2 separate regions of the Drosophila melanogaster genome follow, and region 2 is linked to region 1. The links are chromatin contacts, called in public HiChIP or PLAC-seq maps. All regions are on one chromosome and are shown on one strand. The core of a region is the stretch at or near the end of the contact, and the rest is flanking DNA. Distances in the headings are between cores, read along the strand shown.

Region 1 (3,538 bases), core at 526-3,025:
GATCTCTATCTTTATCTCTCGAATTCGAGTGTCGTGAACAGCTACGCGAGTTGCGGCCCGCCAGCAATCCTGAGCACGATAACGGAAGGACTCAACTTCTTCCATTTTAAACTGGTAGTTCCTGAAGTGATGGCACACTTAGCAATATTACAATTTTGAAGATGTTATTCTATACTCACTTGATGATCTGTTCGCCCTCTTGGGCTGCAAAACTATCGCACAGTTTCTTCTCAACTGAATCGTTTACCTTGGACTCCTTCATGCTGACAAAGGACAAGACGGAGCCCTTGTTATTTCCTCTAGCCGTCCTGCCAGCCCGATGGATATAAGACGTGACATCCCTGGGGAAGTCGAAGTTGATTACGTTGTTCACGCACTGAAAGTCAATGCCGCGGGAAGCACTCGACTCCATGTCGCCGCTTCGAGGAGATTTTCGGTTAGTCGCTGATTTGCCTCCTGGCTTTTCCATATGATGTTCGTCGGAGGCAATGATTATGTCGTAGGTGCCCTTGTTGAACTGGCTAATTGTGTGGATGCGAATGTTGGCAGGCAGCTCGGAGTTCAAGACACAGGCACGGATGCCGAACTGCTCTAGGAACAATCGAACCCTGAAACATTTAAATGGGTAATAATTAGAACGAATTATAGTAAGTATTTAGGGGCGGATGGGAATGCCGTCAGCGAGAAGATTAGTTGCTGGTCATGCGTGCGCCAACTGTTGCCAGCTGCCCACTCCCTGCATTTGTGGTTTAATCATCATTGGCTCCTGTGCATCTAAGGCGGGATTCGTATGGTTTACTCACTTGTAACACCGATCGATGCTGTTCACAAAGATTATGCTCTTGCCGCGTATGAGTCTCAGCTTCAATAAGGCGTACAAGATAGCCGGTTTATCGTTTTCCTCAGCCAGAATGCGCTGGTGCGACAACTGATCTTGCGGCACCAACTCCGGCTCCTCGAGTTTAAGCGTAACCGGGTTGTTCAGGCACAGGCCTTTCATGCGCACCACATCGTCGGTTAGAGTAGCGGAGACTAGGACAGCCTGGTAGATGGGAGGCAGGTGCTTAATCAACCGCTTGAAGTCCTTTTCGTAGCCATAGGCAAACACCAGATCCGCCTCGTCCACCACCAAGGTCTCCACATGCTTCAGATCCACCACGCTACCAGCCTCGGCGTAGGCCAGCAAATTGGCGGGTGTGGCAACCACAATGTCGGGACTTTCAGACAAGGCGTGCCGCTGGGTCACCGTGTCGTTGGAGCTATCGGCAATGTCCGCCACGCGTACAACCTTGCCGCAGGACTCGACCAGCTGCTCGATCACCTTACGGGACTGCCGGCATAGCTCCTTGGTGGGCGCCAGGACCACAGCGCTCACATACTGCTCGCTGGCGTTCAGTTTGGAGTTAAGGATCTTCTGAATCAGTGGCAGGGCGTAGGTGGCAGTCTTGCCGGATCCGGTGCGGGCGCGCACCACCACATCCTTGCCCTCCAGAAGCAGCGGTATCGCCGTCGACTGGATAAGTGTGGGCTGCTGCCAACCCAGCTGGGCCACCGCCTGAAAGATGAGCGCAACACTTTAAAATCTGGAACTGTCGGTCGCAAGCCGGGCACTCACCTTAAGGATGCGCTGATCCAGCTCCAGCTCGTGGAATTGCACCGTTTTCTGGGTCATCTGGCTCATGGTGGGCGACGGTATAAAAAAAAACGCTGGAAAATGCGCAGCGCACGTTTTCTGGCCCAACAAGAAAAAGAGCGAGGCATCGGTCCATTGAATTATCGGCGACTTTATCGGCTTATCGATAGTTGAATTAAACAGTTATTGAAATCTACTTTTAAAGGTAAGCAAATACCTTTAAAAAAAATTTAATATATTCCATTTATTAAATTAAATAAATAAAAAGAGAGAATGCCATAGTCGAGTTCCCCGACTATTAGATACCCGTTACTCAGCTAGTGTGAATGCGAACGCGAAATTTCATCATTTTTCTGGGATATCAATAGCTAATTGGGGAATAAAATTAGAAAAAATTTATAAAGTTTGGCTAGATCGACTCGGCTCCTAATCCTTAATCCTGATCAAGAATATATATACTTTAAATAGTCGGAAATGCTTCCTTCTGCCTGTTACACAATCTAGTATACCCTTTTATTCTACGAGTAACGTGTGTAAAAATCAGCAATTAAATATTTTAACTTAACATTGTATAGCACCTTAACTTCTTTTCTAGTTTATTAGAGAAATCTCATAATTCGCTCTTTTCTGACTTATTTATCCTCCGTCTGAATGGATATGTGAATCTATGGGAATCGACAATTTCTTTAAAAATACGTTTAAGCCGACTTATAGCTTCTTCTTTCGGAGATCCTATTTATAAGGTTTCACCGTATCGACCGAAAATAAAATCCGTTGCAATCCAATAACTAAACAATTGGAGCCACAAACGCTACCGTTCTTTTTTGAGATTTTACCGTATGACTTGATAAGTTTGCAATCGGCTTTTGCGGGTTACATATTAAGGTTGTTATGCTCTATTGTAAAAATTCCTCGTATTTCTTATGTTTTTTTTCTCAATGTGATAGACATTAAGGTCATATCGATATATTTACATACATAAGTAAAATTAATAAACATAACATATTCCTATAAAACTTTCAAAATATATAAATCTTTTTTGCAGTTATAAATAATATTTTTAAATATATTTATTTTTAATACAGAGTATCCAATCAACGAAATTAAGAACGCTTATTACCGCACACAGCTATCGATATATCCGCGAAAATCGATAGTTCCGCGGGCTCGCGCAATTGCATCCGAATTAGTCACTTTCGCCGGCTGTTATGGACTATACACGTGAAATTTTGACCTTCCAGTTCGGAACGTACGCGAATTACGTGGGCACACACTTCTGGAACCAGCAGGTGAGTTGTCCTACCCACTTGGCAGCCGGGAGCCTCACGAATTACACATTTCCAGGAGGCCAACTTTAGGTACGGAGACGAAAGCGAACAGGTGGCCGAGGAGCAGCTGCCCAACAATGATATTTTGTACCGTGAAGGGCGCAACGACCTCAATCGTACCACCTACACGCCCCGCCTGCTGTCCGTGGATTTGTCCGGGACCCTGGGACATCTGCCGGTGACCGGCGAGCTGTACGGCAATTTTGTGCAGCGTGATGAGGAGTTGCTGCCCCTGAGCACCGGAGAGGAATTGGAACAGGTTCGCAAGCGGGCAGAGGAGAGCGGCGTATGCTCACCGGAGCAGCTGGAAGTGCAGGAGCAGTCGAAGGCCTCCATTTCCGAATATCAGCGGGATCTGCTCAAGAATGCTGTGGTGCCCGAGAAGAACTATCAGCTGGCAGCGACGGCAAACAGTTGGGTGGACTTCCTTTACGCCAGGTATCACCCGAGAACCTTGAATGTCTTGCCGGGGCTGATCCGAGATCCGACTGCCCAAGCCCTGGGTACCTACTCTGCCGGAACAGAAATGTGGCAGGAAGTCTCCTTCAACGAGGAGTTCTGCGATCGTATCCGTTTG
Region 2 (3,188 bases), core at 664-3,163, 220 kb after region 1:
ACAACCAGTTCTTGGCATTCACCGAGACCACCAGCACGTCGTTCTCGAAGAAATCGATGCGGAACGGGTCTCCGTGGATCACAGCCTTGTTCTTCTCCGATGTGATAACGATCTCTCCATCTGTTTCCCGCTGGACACGAATGCGTCCGGCCTGGGTTGGGCCCTTCAGAGCGTGCTCGACGCGATATCGTGGCCGAAGTGGCTGCTTTTCATCGATCTGCAGGCGGAAGGTACTGCCCACCAGAGCCTCTAGCTTAAAGGCAAACTGGTGATGGTTTTCCTTGTTAACGAGATCAGCGGTCAACGAATCCGCATAGGTGTTCAAGGTGCCGGGAATTAAGGCGTACTTGCTGCCCGATCCCTGAATCTTTCGGGAGCGTCTGAAAACCATTAATAAAATCATCATCAAGTTATGGTTGTTCTATAAACAACAACCTGAATTATCAATATGTGGACTTATTTCGCTAAATATCTTCGAAATTACAGTGGACTAGCACTTTGAGTGAAAATCACATCGATGATACTTGAGTCCCAAAGTGTAGAGTTTAAACATTGTGAAGACACTTTCCACTTTCTCTTTAAGTGGAAATTTAGAAACAACACAAAGCTACAGACGGAAAAGTCTGCCTTCCTACTGCGTTTCATTGACGAAAATAGGAATATTTCGATTAAAAAAAAAACAAGAGAGAATGCTATAGTCGAGTTCTCCGACTATCAGATACTCGTTACTCAGCTAGTGTGAACGCAAACGCGAAATTTCATAATTGTTGGGGAATTAAATGTGAAAAAATATCAACACATTTTTCAAAAGTGTGGGCGTAGCTGTTTTGTGGGGTTGTGGGTATGGCAACATGGGTCTACAAACTTCCGCTGCGTCTTTGTCTCTAGAATCTGTTTGCTGAATCTCAACCTTCTAGCTGTTATAGTTCCTGAGATCTCGACATTCATACGGACAGACGGACAGTCTGACAGACGGACTTGGCTATTGATCCTGATGAAGAATATATATACTTAATATAGTCGGAAACGCAATCTTTTTTAGCCAACTAATGAAATCCTTGCAACCCGAACCACGTACGTATGCAGTGCATCGTGTACAAAGCCAGACTCACCGACAAAAACTGCTCTGCTCGCAGGTCTTAAAGTTCCCGGGGTCCACTCCGTCGGCCAGGACGAATAAAGCCCAGATGATGGCCACGGTGGCCAGAGCGAATCGCATGGCGGCTTGTCCCGTGTTTCAAACTGAAGAGCGGGAAAATATATAATTAACAAACTACCAGGGACTCGGGCAATTTTCGATTTTGTTTTCTAGTATTATCTTATTTGCTCTACACGACGCGGCCTACTGTAACAGTAACAGTACCTATAACTGTAACTGTCAAGTTTACAGGGAATTCGATCCTGTGGCTTCGCTTATACATTGCTTACACACAAACAAAAGGCATTCTTTTAAGCCATTGTGTGTGTGTGTGGGCCCCACCGCTGCAAAATTAATGTACACGTCAGTCGTGCCCCAATAGGTGGGACGGAACCGTTAGGCGAAAATGGCCGGAAAATGCAGCTTGCATGCAGCTGGGCTACGGATTACCCTCTAATCAAACCCTGGCGGGGGATATGTGCACTTGCGGGGAAAATCAGATGGTGTTGGTGTGTGGTGCAGCTGACTTGCAGGGAAAAGTATGGATTATGGTCGTAAAAATATGCCGGCGGTTATTAATGCACTTTACGCTGCTTCACTTTTGGGAGATCCGCGGATCCAGTATAGCGTTGGTCGTTTTTAAGTCTTCGTGGGACTCCAAACCTTTAAGTTTCAAACAGCTCACCTCCGGTTGAATTCTGGTTAATAACTTTCATTAAAAATTTTGCAGAGGACCCAAGCAATGTGACCGTCGCTTGGCTGTTTAAATATGCAGTACATACGCCGAAGTGTGCACTTAATACCAAACTTAGCAAAAAATACCAACCCTACTATTAGTGTGCCTGTACGTTTATTTTATGGCTCCAATTTTAAAAAATGTCAATTCTTATTTTTTCAAAAGCAGCAAAACCCTTTTAAGCTTTTTATTTTTAAGCAGATATTCGAAATTCTCAGAGAAGCTAAGAGCTAATGAGAAAGACTCCAATAATCAAAATTGGGAGGAGAAAACTTCAGAAACGCACAGACCAAACTTTCGTAATTTGTACATGCAATATACATAAGCTTTCTTTTATAGTAAAATTTAGTAACTGTTGTGCGCAAGATGCATAATCTTATGCGTATTTATGATTTCATTAAGAAAAACTGGACGTTTATTTTCTTTGAAGGAAAAAACGCTGGAATCGAGTTACTCTCTATCTGATACCCGTTACTCAGCTAAATGGTGTGTGAGCGAGATGAAGGTCCATCTTACATACTTACATAAGTAGAAAATCGATAGATTCAAAGATTGCGCATACGCGCCATCTAGCGGCGGTCACATTAATAGTTTACAAATCTTTTGAACATACACACATGCATATGTATTAATTATTTTTACCTATAAGGCAAACTAATGAGCTATAGCATTTGTGGCCCATCGCTTGCATGTTTTATAGTGCCAATCAGAAAGAGAAAGTTGGATTATCTCGAAGGAGTTTTCAACAAATGCAATCTGCAGTTTATCTCTTGATGGTACACACACAAATGACATGTCAGGAAAACTGGTGGCGGAAAAAGCGAGTGGGAGTGCGGAGTCCAGAGACCGGCGTGCAGTTACGGATACGGATCAGTACTTGATCAGATTGCTGACCGGGAAGGAGCGCCGGAGACTCATGCACTTCTCTCGGTCGATGAACAGGGCATTGACTTTGTTGCGCAGATCCACCTCCAGGGTGCAGCGCGTCTTTAGTAGGCCCTGATGGGTGGCCTCCGCCTCCATCAGCTTGTGGTGCAGCGTCTCCACTGCACCCTGGATGTCCTGCACCTCCTGGACAAGGCGGTCCTGGGCGTGGTCCTTGCACAGCTCGACGCCCTCGCGGTGGGAGCGGGCCTCCAGCCGCGTCTGGGCCACTTTCAACGGCCCGGACTTGTCCTGGATGGCCTTCTGCAGGAGGAAGAGATGCTTCTCCATGTCGAACAGCTCCTGTTGGACCTTCTGAAGGTGCAGCTGCACCCGGTTCTTCGCCTCGGCCATCTCCTGCGAGCGGCGATCGAAGGCGTTGTTCGTGTT

The links. HiChIP or PLAC-seq counts read pairs in DNA pulled down with a chosen protein or histone mark.
Region 2: a contact with region 1 is called in a POLR2A S2P HiChIP or PLAC-seq map of the Kc167 cell line, with 8 times the contacts expected there. The contact joins the promoter of GCS2alpha here to the promoter of Ddx56 in region 1. A contact is called at or near these places in 4 of 107 Hi-C or Micro-C datasets (the Kc167 cell line, the S2 cell line and wing imaginal disc) and 3 of 6 datasets of contacts at active chromatin or transcription factors (all in the Kc167 cell line).

The regions. Positions count from the first base shown.
Region 1 is chrX:21,386,171-21,389,708 of dm6, forward strand. It overlaps Ddx56 (DEAD-box helicase 56), which reads right to left and starts at 1,776. Exons shown (of 4, transcript NM_078710.4): 1 at 1,616-1,776; 2 at 804-1,555; 3 at 180-608; 4 at 1-121. The coding sequence starts at 1,681. It overlaps mst (misato), which reads left to right and starts at 2,807. Exons shown (of 3, transcript NM_001298589.1): 1 at 2,807-2,922; 2 at 2,978-3,538. The coding sequence starts at 2,842. snoRNA:MeU6-A47 (a small nucleolar RNA gene) reads right to left here and starts at 765; the gene lies at 675-765.
Region 2 is chrX:21,603,351-21,606,538 of dm6, forward strand. It overlaps GCS2alpha (Glucosidase 2 alpha subunit), which reads right to left and starts at 1,914. Exons shown (of 5, transcript NM_167758.2): 1 at 1,802-1,914; 2 at 1,113-1,242; 3 at 1-380. The coding sequence starts at 1,219. CG17450 reads right to left here. Exons shown (of 4, transcript NM_167761.4): 4 at 2,618-3,188. The coding sequence ends at 2,745.